2 separate regions of the Mus musculus genome follow, and region 2 is linked to region 1. Evidence: chromatin contacts called from public Hi-C data. All regions are on one chromosome and are shown on one strand. Each heading gives the region's core, a stretch centred on a gene start, on an enhancer-like site or on the middle of the called end of the contact. The rest is flanking DNA. Distances are from core to core; before and after follow the strand shown. Region 1 has its middle 74 kb from the start of Zfp281. Region 2 overlaps Nr5a2 (nuclear receptor subfamily 5, group A, member 2).

Region 1 (4,148 bases), core at 511-3,010:
ACCTGCTTGAAGGCTTGCGGTGACCATCTCTCTGCCACTGTGTGCTGAATCCCCTAGGAACAGCAGCTATTTCAGGATAGGAGCTCTGCCCCCTCACCGATCTTGATTTCAAATGTAAATTTTCTGAGTTGTTTTAATTGCTTTTTAAAATAGTAAAAATATGATAAAATAACTTCTCATCTTGACTTCCTACAAATACAAGAACAAATCAGAGGGAAGTAGAACATGTCTATTTTCATCTTTATCTTTATTTTATACTGTGATCACTCTGATTCTTTGTCTGACAAACTGGTCTCGAGCGCCTACTTGCTCAGTCAGACCCTGTTGAAAATGGTGAACAAAACATTTATCGCCACCACCGTGCTAATTCGGTTCAGTCTAGGCCCCCATGGTAATCAGCTAACCAGGGAAACGTGATATGCTATATCCACGGAGTTCAGAAGACACCCTGAAGTTACACTGTCCCTACAGCTGGCTTATGACAAATGTTTTCAAAGCAAATTTTAAAACTTGACTTCAAGTTGGGTGGAGTTCACTTTTAATCTCAGCACTGGGGGGGGCAGAGGCAGAGGCAGAGGCAGAGGCAGAGGCAGAGGCAGAGGCAGAGGCAGAGGCAGAGGCAGAGGCAGAGGCAGAGGCAGAGGCAGAGGCAGAGGCAGAGGCAGAGGCAGAGGCAGAGGCAGAGGCAGAGGCAGAGGCAGAGGCAGAGGCAGAGGCAGAGGCAGGTGGATCTCTGAATTTGAGGCCAGCCAGATCTACAGAGTTCCAGAACAGCCAGGAGTATACAGAGAAACCTTGTCTCCAAAAAAACAAAAACAAAAACAAAAAACAAAAACAACAACAACACCCCAAAACACTAAACAAACAAACAAAACAACAACAACAACAACAAAGCATGACTTCAGGGTGAACTTATAGATGGCATGGGAACATCCCTTTGTAATCCCAGCATGAAGGGGGCTGGAAGTCTAAAACCAGTGAGCTTAAGGCTGGGTGAGACATAACAAATTCAAGGCCTTTGAGACCCTGTTTAAGAGCTTTTGACACCTGGAGGGTCATGGGAAATACTAAATGAATGAACAAACCTGCCTTAAAATCCTAAATCTATTGTTTACGCTTGGACTTTGTGCAAAGGACTTCAGCTCTTCTTCGCCTCTATTCTCCTCACCTACAAGCTAAGGATCAAAACCAGAAGGCTGAGCCAGGCTGGGTGAGGACCACCCAAGTCCATCTGAGCCACACCTGACCCACACCGGTATCTCAGAGCCTGGCAGCCTCTGTGACTTCTTAGTTCTGGCCAGTTTCCCTTGAGGGAACATTATCACCCACATGCATGAGAGAGAGAGAGAGAGAGAGAGAGAGAGAGAGAGAGAGAGAGAGAAACATTCCTCTATTCCCTGGGATAGCTGTCAGAGACAAGCATTAGCTTTCAGCGTCTCTGAATGCATGTCTTGTCGAGTCTCCCCACCAACACACACAGGGAAAGGGAGAGCCATCAGCTGCTTCGACACCAACGTGTGCAGGCAAGCAGTGTAGACACTCCGGGCTCAGAAAGCATAACTAGTGTGTTGGCCTTCAGGTAGTAAAAAATGGAAACCATTTTAAGAATGTTTAGGGATATTTCCTCTCGACATTATTCAGAACAGAAAGAATATGTTTCATAATGCTCCTTCCATTTTCCTGTGGATCTACACTTAGGAGTTGAAAGTCCATTAGAAAGGCAGAGTGGGCCGCCATCTGCCTATGAGACAGTGCCATCTAGTGTCCGATGTGAGCATCGCAGAGGATCGGAACATTTCCTTTCTCACAAGCAGGTTTCATTTAGCAGCGACCTGGGGCCTTCCTTTCAACAGCTGACTATACCCGCGGCCTCTTCCAGACCCACAGATGAGTGGTCCTCTTCCCCACGTATGAAACATACAAGCGGATCATGACAAAACTATAAAATATTTTGACTGATACGTTAGTATTACTATATTAATATTAGAATGAGTGATAGGCAAAGAAAATCCAGCCATTTAATTGGTTAACAATAGAAGTGATTTGAGAAGAAAGCACACGGTGTGTGATGTCAGTGTTTCGCAGTAACAACAAGTAATACTGAAGACATACTATGTCTTCTTAAATGGTAAAATTATATGTAAAAATGTATGGTTTATTTTCAATATGTTTGCTTCATCTATTTTATATCCCAGGATAGTGAAGGTTGCATAAAAATGTTTCTGTTGAGAAGGGGGGAGGGTGTCCCTTTTCTCATCTGTCATGAGAGAACTACAGGAACCTAAGGGGAGGTGGACTCTTTGGGGGAGCACAGTGGGTCCCCACATGGCCACTCGAGGCAGAGTCGCCCTGCATTGATCCACCCTTGGCTGCGACACACAGGAGAAATGGGAGCTTACTGTATTGAGTCACTTGATGCAAAGGTCATCTGTGGCAGCAGTCTGCCCGCTCAGTCTAATAACCCTCAAAAGTAGTCTTTTTGAGATAATAAATATTACTTTCTCTGTAAAGAAAAGCGCCATATAGTGGAATAAAGAGTGCTAGACTCACTTTTACGATTGGCTCATGCTGTATTAGACAATATTTATTTACATTTATTTATGGGGTAGGGGGGAGGCACACACACCACAGTTCACTGTTGAAGGTCAGAAGACAGACAACTTTTGGAAGTTGGTTCTCTCCTTCCACTCCGAGGGTCTTGGGGGTGGAGCTCAGGCTGTGAGGCTTGAGAGCAAGTGCCTTTACCAGCTGAGGTATTTTAGCAGCCCACGTTGGGCACTCTTTATAAAGCAAGAAGAGGAGGTTTTGGGGTTTGTTTGCTTGTTTGTTTAGGTTCCCCACAGATGCCTATAAGAGCATGTTCCATGAAATAATGTTTATTCTCCAAAATCCATTTTTTTAAAATTAGGTATTTTCTTCATTTACATTTCCAATGCTATCCCAGAAGTCCCCCATTACCCCCCCCCACTCCCCTACCCACCCCCTCCCACTTCTTGGCCCTGGCCACTTCCCCTGTACTGAGGCATATAAAGTTTGCAAGACCAATGGGCCTCTCTTTCCACTGATGGCCTACTAGGTCATCTTCTGATACATATGCAGCTAGAGTCAAGAGCTCCAGGGGTTACTGATGGACCATCTAGAGACTGCCATACCCGGAGATCCATCCCATAATCAGCCTCCAAATGCTGACACCATTGCATACACTAGCACGATTTTGCTGAAAGGACCCTGATATAGCTGTCTCTTGTGAGGCTATGCAGGGGCCTAGCAAACACAGAAGTGGATGCTTATAGTCAGCTGTAATGGATGGAACACAGGGACCCCAATGGAGGAGCTAGAGAAAGTACCCAAGGAGCTAAAGGGATCTGCAACCCAAAAATCCATTTTTAAGATCCCTGACATCTGATCCTGTCTCAGCTGAGTGACACACCCACATGGGGAGGGGGCGCAGAAGGAAGGTGGCCGAGCCTAGGCCCTTTCGAGCTTCATACTCCTGACACAGAGAGCAGGCAAGGTTACTAAGGAAACCCATCCTGCCATTCCCCTGCATGTGGGCAATGCATTTCCAATGAAAGCTACTTCCACATTGTCCACGCACATGGGCAAGCACATAGCTTCCATTTTTAAACTGCCTGTCTAACTCTCCGGTTTTAAAGCTTTTACTGTTCTTTCATTTTCTAGTCGTTCTGACAGCAAAATAGATAATGCCCAGTACATGTCACGCAACAGAGTGAGTATCTGCTTCTAATTTCCCTCTGTTCTCTGGCAGGGCCATTTAGGGCCTTTCTCATGTTCAATTAGAATAACCAATGTACCAGAGAGAGACAGAAGAACTTACTGAACGGTGCCTTATCGCCTTAGTGCATGGGTTCATGAAACTCAAATACAGTAATATTTTTTTAAAATTCAGCAAAAACTGGGTATTGGTGCTCTTGGGGGGCAGAAGGATCAGAGTTCAAGGCTGTCCCCAGCTACATAGTAAGTTGGTGGCCAGCCTGGGTGACTATATGCTCTGAGTGAGGGGATGGAGTTTTCTAGCTAAAAATTTGATGCATGAAAAGAACAGAATAAGATATCAATTAAATTTGACTTCATAAAATTTTAAATTACTGTATTTCAAAAATGAGCAAACAAAATAAAAAAGTAAC
Region 2 (4,148 bases), core at 993-3,492, 300 kb before region 1:
ACGAGCCATTTCTAGCCTCTTGACTGATCCTTTTGATTGGAAATAGGTCAAGTACCTCTGCCTTACCTTTAGAAAGTAAAACATCAGAGATTCTGTTATTTGTTCATGAAAAGTCAGTCATAGGGAAATGGCCAGGTTGGTTGATTACGAGAAAGACCATAGCCACTTTCCATGTATTGCTGGAAGCAAACACATGGCACCTCCACATGGCACCTGAACAGTTACAAGAAAAGCAACACTGAGAAGGGCCTTTAAAGGAACCTTTAAAACATGGAAGTTGTGCACATTTTGCACATGGAAAAGCTGGCTCTGAGGAGCTGAGTAACTTGTTACTGGGGCTGGTCATGAAGACTGTATTAGAGAACTTACTGCCTTTGGTTTTGTTGAACTCAAATTGGACCGTGTGATCAAATGGCCTGAAAACTTCCCATGTCATTTAGAAGACACCCCCAGACCCCCTCCCCTTTCCCTGAAGACTGAATGTAAAACAGTTAAGGGCAAAGGAACTTCTTGGCACCTTCGCAGCCCACCTAAGTGGAAAGAGTTGGGTGAGTATTATTCCAAGGACGGCTTCCTTCTGTCCTGTTCTGAGGTTTTGTCTCCGTGTGACTCTATGTACCCAACATTCCTTCCCTCTATTGCGCAGTTCCCTGCTCACCTTTCAAAACAAGTGGGCTAGAGAGATGGTGGCTCAGCAGCTGAGGGCACTGACTGGATCTTTCAGAGGACCCGGGGGAGAGTCCCAGCACTCAAAATTCTTCAGGTCTCACCTTCATGTTAAAGCCTTGATGTTTATCCAATGAGGTTGTAAGGTCTCTCCAATCTGTATTCACATTAAATGAGCTACATAAAACAGGAATTGGTGTTCCTGTATCTTCAGTATCTGGCTTTTCTGAATAATTCATGCATCATGTGTATGGAAAAGGAAGTGTCTTAGTTAGGGTTTCCATTGCTGTGAAGAGATACTATAGCCAAAGCAACTCTTAGAAAGAACAACATTTCATTAGGGCAGGCTTACAGGTTCAGTCCGTCATTATCAAGCATTCAGGCAGACATGGTGCTGAAGGAGCCGAGAGTTCTACATCTTGATTCAACGGCAGCCAGGAGAAGACTGAATCTCTATTCCCCATGCTATGTGGAGCTTGAGCTTAGGAACCTAAAAGCTCACCCCCACAGTGACAACACGCGTCCTCTAATAAAGCTACACCTCCTCCAATAAGGCCACACCTCCTAATAGTGCCACTTCCCATGGGCAAAGAATGTTTAAACTATCACAGGAAGAATTGCCAGAATGTTTTCTAGACAAAGGCCCACAGTTACAAGAGCCCGTGTTTCTCCAAATGTAAAGCACTTTATGTGTCAGTCATTCTCAAGCTTTCTAATGCTGAGACCCCTTAATTCAGTTCCACAGTTCCTCGTGCTGTGGTGACCCCCAACCATAAACTCATATTCTTTGCTACTTCATAACCGTAACTTTGCTACCGCTATGAATCATAATGTAAATATGTTTTCTGATGGCCTTAAGTATCCCCTGTGAAAGGGTTGTTCAACCCCTAAGGAGCCACAAACCACTTGTGTACCACTTGTGTATATGGTTCTGAGAGCAGCCCCTCCAAAGCCCCTCCTTGTTACTAATTTGCAAAAGACATTGAATTGCTTGTTCTAGTTGGTGAGAGTGTGTCTTGGCTTAATATGCATGTTATTATATCGTGGTAGAGGGTTTATACGGGTGAGATCTTGAGTTTCAGGGTTTATTGGAAACTCTTCTTGGAGTTTGATTTTAGGCAACTGAAGCAAAGACTCCTCTCCCCTCCCCTCTATACCCCTCCCCTCCCAACTCTACTTTTCATCAGTGAATTTTGTTCATATAAGTTTCCTGACCAACCTCCAAAACTTCTTATAGAATTATTTATACAAATCTCTCAATTTTATCCCCTTAAAATACTTTTAAAACTTCCTTGCAGAAAGTTCTTTTCCCTCCCATTAAAAAGAAAAAGCCCTTCAGACAAAGCACGCGACAATACCTATATGTTATAGCCTGTCATCTCTCTCAAAGCTGCAAGGAAAAGCTGTGTGTGTTTCCCTTAGCTTTGCTCTAAGAGACTGGATGTATCTCAGGAAAAGACACCCAGTCGTGGTCCCCGCCATGCCCTTGCTTCAGTGAAAGACCCATCTTTGAATGGGTGTGCAGCAGCAAGGTCGCTGGCCCTCCCGTGACAGTGACCAGGGAGGCCAAGGGTTCATCTTCAGAGAGTGCTGAATCCTGCCAGTGACAGAAGTCAGCGCAGTAATGTATTCAAGAAAGCCTAAGGGTTTTACTTCTCAATAAGGCTGGAAAAAAATCTGAGCACCCCACTGTGAGCTTATCATAATGCGCTTCATAGAGAAAGTTGGTAATTAGTCCCCGAGTGAATAAAGTATTGCGGAGGAGAATTGATACTTCGAGGGAAGGCAAAATGCTCCTGCAATCATCAAATTTTAAAGGCTGTAGGAAGGGTGTGGGGACGCCTCTGCCTGTTTACGTATCGTCTCCAACGCTGAATTTGTAATCACTAGTGTTTTGTTTTGTATTTTTCAATTGTATGAGGATGAAGGTTATGTAAATTCCAAAGGAGTGCAGAGTGCCAAATGCAAGAGATCAGGTGCCATGGAGCCAGGGTTGGGGTGGCTATTCTGGCCAGTATCACTCTTGCCTTCTAGTTGGGGTTTGCTGCTGCAGTCCAGGTATTTCACAACACTTTTTACTAGGGAAACCGAACTGCAAATCTCAGTGCTTGTATATTTAAATTCGTTGCATTTGAAAAGGCCTGAACTTGTGTAAAAACTAATTCAGAGGTTGATGTCAGAATACACTCAAGTTTTTGAACCCTTCCTAAAGAAGAAAGACCATATCACAGGAAATCCCAAGTTTCCTGGAGGGAGGCGTTTCCACCTATATTTTGGCGTTACCTTTCGGTTGCTTTTAGGTCCTTGTTAGCTAGTCTCTGGACCATTGGTTGGAAAAAAACAAGGTTTATCTTTCAGGTCCAGAGATTCAAGAGACACGACCTTAGGTGCCCACCCCCCCATTGTAATTCCCATGCTGCTCATGGAACAGCGACCAAGGAAGGGAAACCCTCATTGGTAAAACACGAAAAGCAAGTCTCACTATCTATCTGGACTACAAAACCAAACCAAGGGTAGCAAGTGAACACTGTGACCTGTAATATAATATACCTTATTGCCATTTTTCAAAAGTTATGGTTATGTGTGTGTAAAATTTTCCAAAAATTAGTTTCTAATTGAAAAAGAAAGCACACTGGTTCCCAGGATCATAAAAAGGGGCCTTTCATGATTACAGTTCACCAGTCTTGTGAAAATACACCAACAGTGAAAAAGAACGGTAATTAGTGTATTTTCTGAGGATACCTTGACTAATGTGTGGTCCTCTCCCCAGAAGCTTGGGGTCTCTGTGGGGAAATGGAACTGTAGGGAAATGGACAGTTTAATAGATGGCGGGAGGCGCCTCCGAGCAGGGAAGAGTGCAATGATGCGGCAACTGCTCGCCAGCAAGGGAGAACCAGCTAACCTACCATGCCCTCCTTTCTCTTCCCCTCGCCTGAATGGACTTCACTGTCCTGGTTTTTAATGTAGCAAGATTACATGTGGGCCACCACACCTATCAGAATCTTTACCAGTAGTATCAATTTAGAAGTCTTTGGGACAATTGACAGTATGTGCATTTTATTATCCATAATGCTAAATTCATTGAAGCAGCTTAAAGAGATAATTTAGTCATGGCCAAAATAATTAATATGAAACTTTCCCCCTGTATGGAACACTTCAAATGATTTGAGCTTTTCAAAGAATACCAGTTTAGAGCAGTGTCTTTGGAAGTTAGTACAAATGATACTCTGAGAATTATAAATGCTCAGTCTAGGAGTATACAACTATTGTTTTATAATTGTTTTTGAAACAACTTTTCTAAAACACTACTCATTTATCTTCTACTTCATCCTCCTTACTAGTCTCTGTGGCCAGCTTGTCTTCCTCATGCACATCTGTCACTGTCATGTGAATTGATAGCCCATTCCATATGGATATATTGGGTTTTGTTTTATTTTTTGAGATGGGGTTTCCTCTATGTAGCTCTGGATGGCTAGGGCTCA

What was found. A called contact is a pair of places that touch in the nucleus more often than the background predicts.
Region 2: a contact with region 1 is called in a Hi-C map of liver, with 3 times the contacts expected there. The contact joins two enhancer-like sites. A contact is called at or near these places in 1 of 15 datasets of contacts at CTCF or cohesin (embryonic stem cells), 7 of 484 Hi-C or Micro-C datasets (the AML12 cell line, embryonic stem cells, granulosa cells and 2 more) and 1 of 9 other capture datasets (embryonic stem cells).

Annotation. Positions count from the first base shown.
Region 1 is chr1:136,548,698-136,552,845 of GRCm38.p6, reverse strand. It overlaps a transcript of Kif14 not described here. Among named protein-coding and RNA genes, the nearest start is that of Zfp281, 74 kb to the left of the region's middle. Within about 2 kb of position 1,760, at least 27 of the 459 cell types and tissues checked have an H3K27ac peak or open chromatin away from gene starts, as enhancers often do. A contact at or near this core is called in liver, where this site is marked.
Region 2 is chr1:136,847,510-136,851,657 of GRCm38.p6, reverse strand. The region is part of intron 8 of Nr5a2 (nuclear receptor subfamily 5, group A, member 2); the gene reads left to right. Among named protein-coding and RNA genes, the nearest start is that of Nr5a2, 110 kb to the left of the region's middle. Within about 2 kb of position 2,242, at least 2 of the 459 cell types and tissues checked have an H3K27ac peak or open chromatin away from gene starts, as enhancers often do. A contact at or near this core is called in liver, where this site is marked.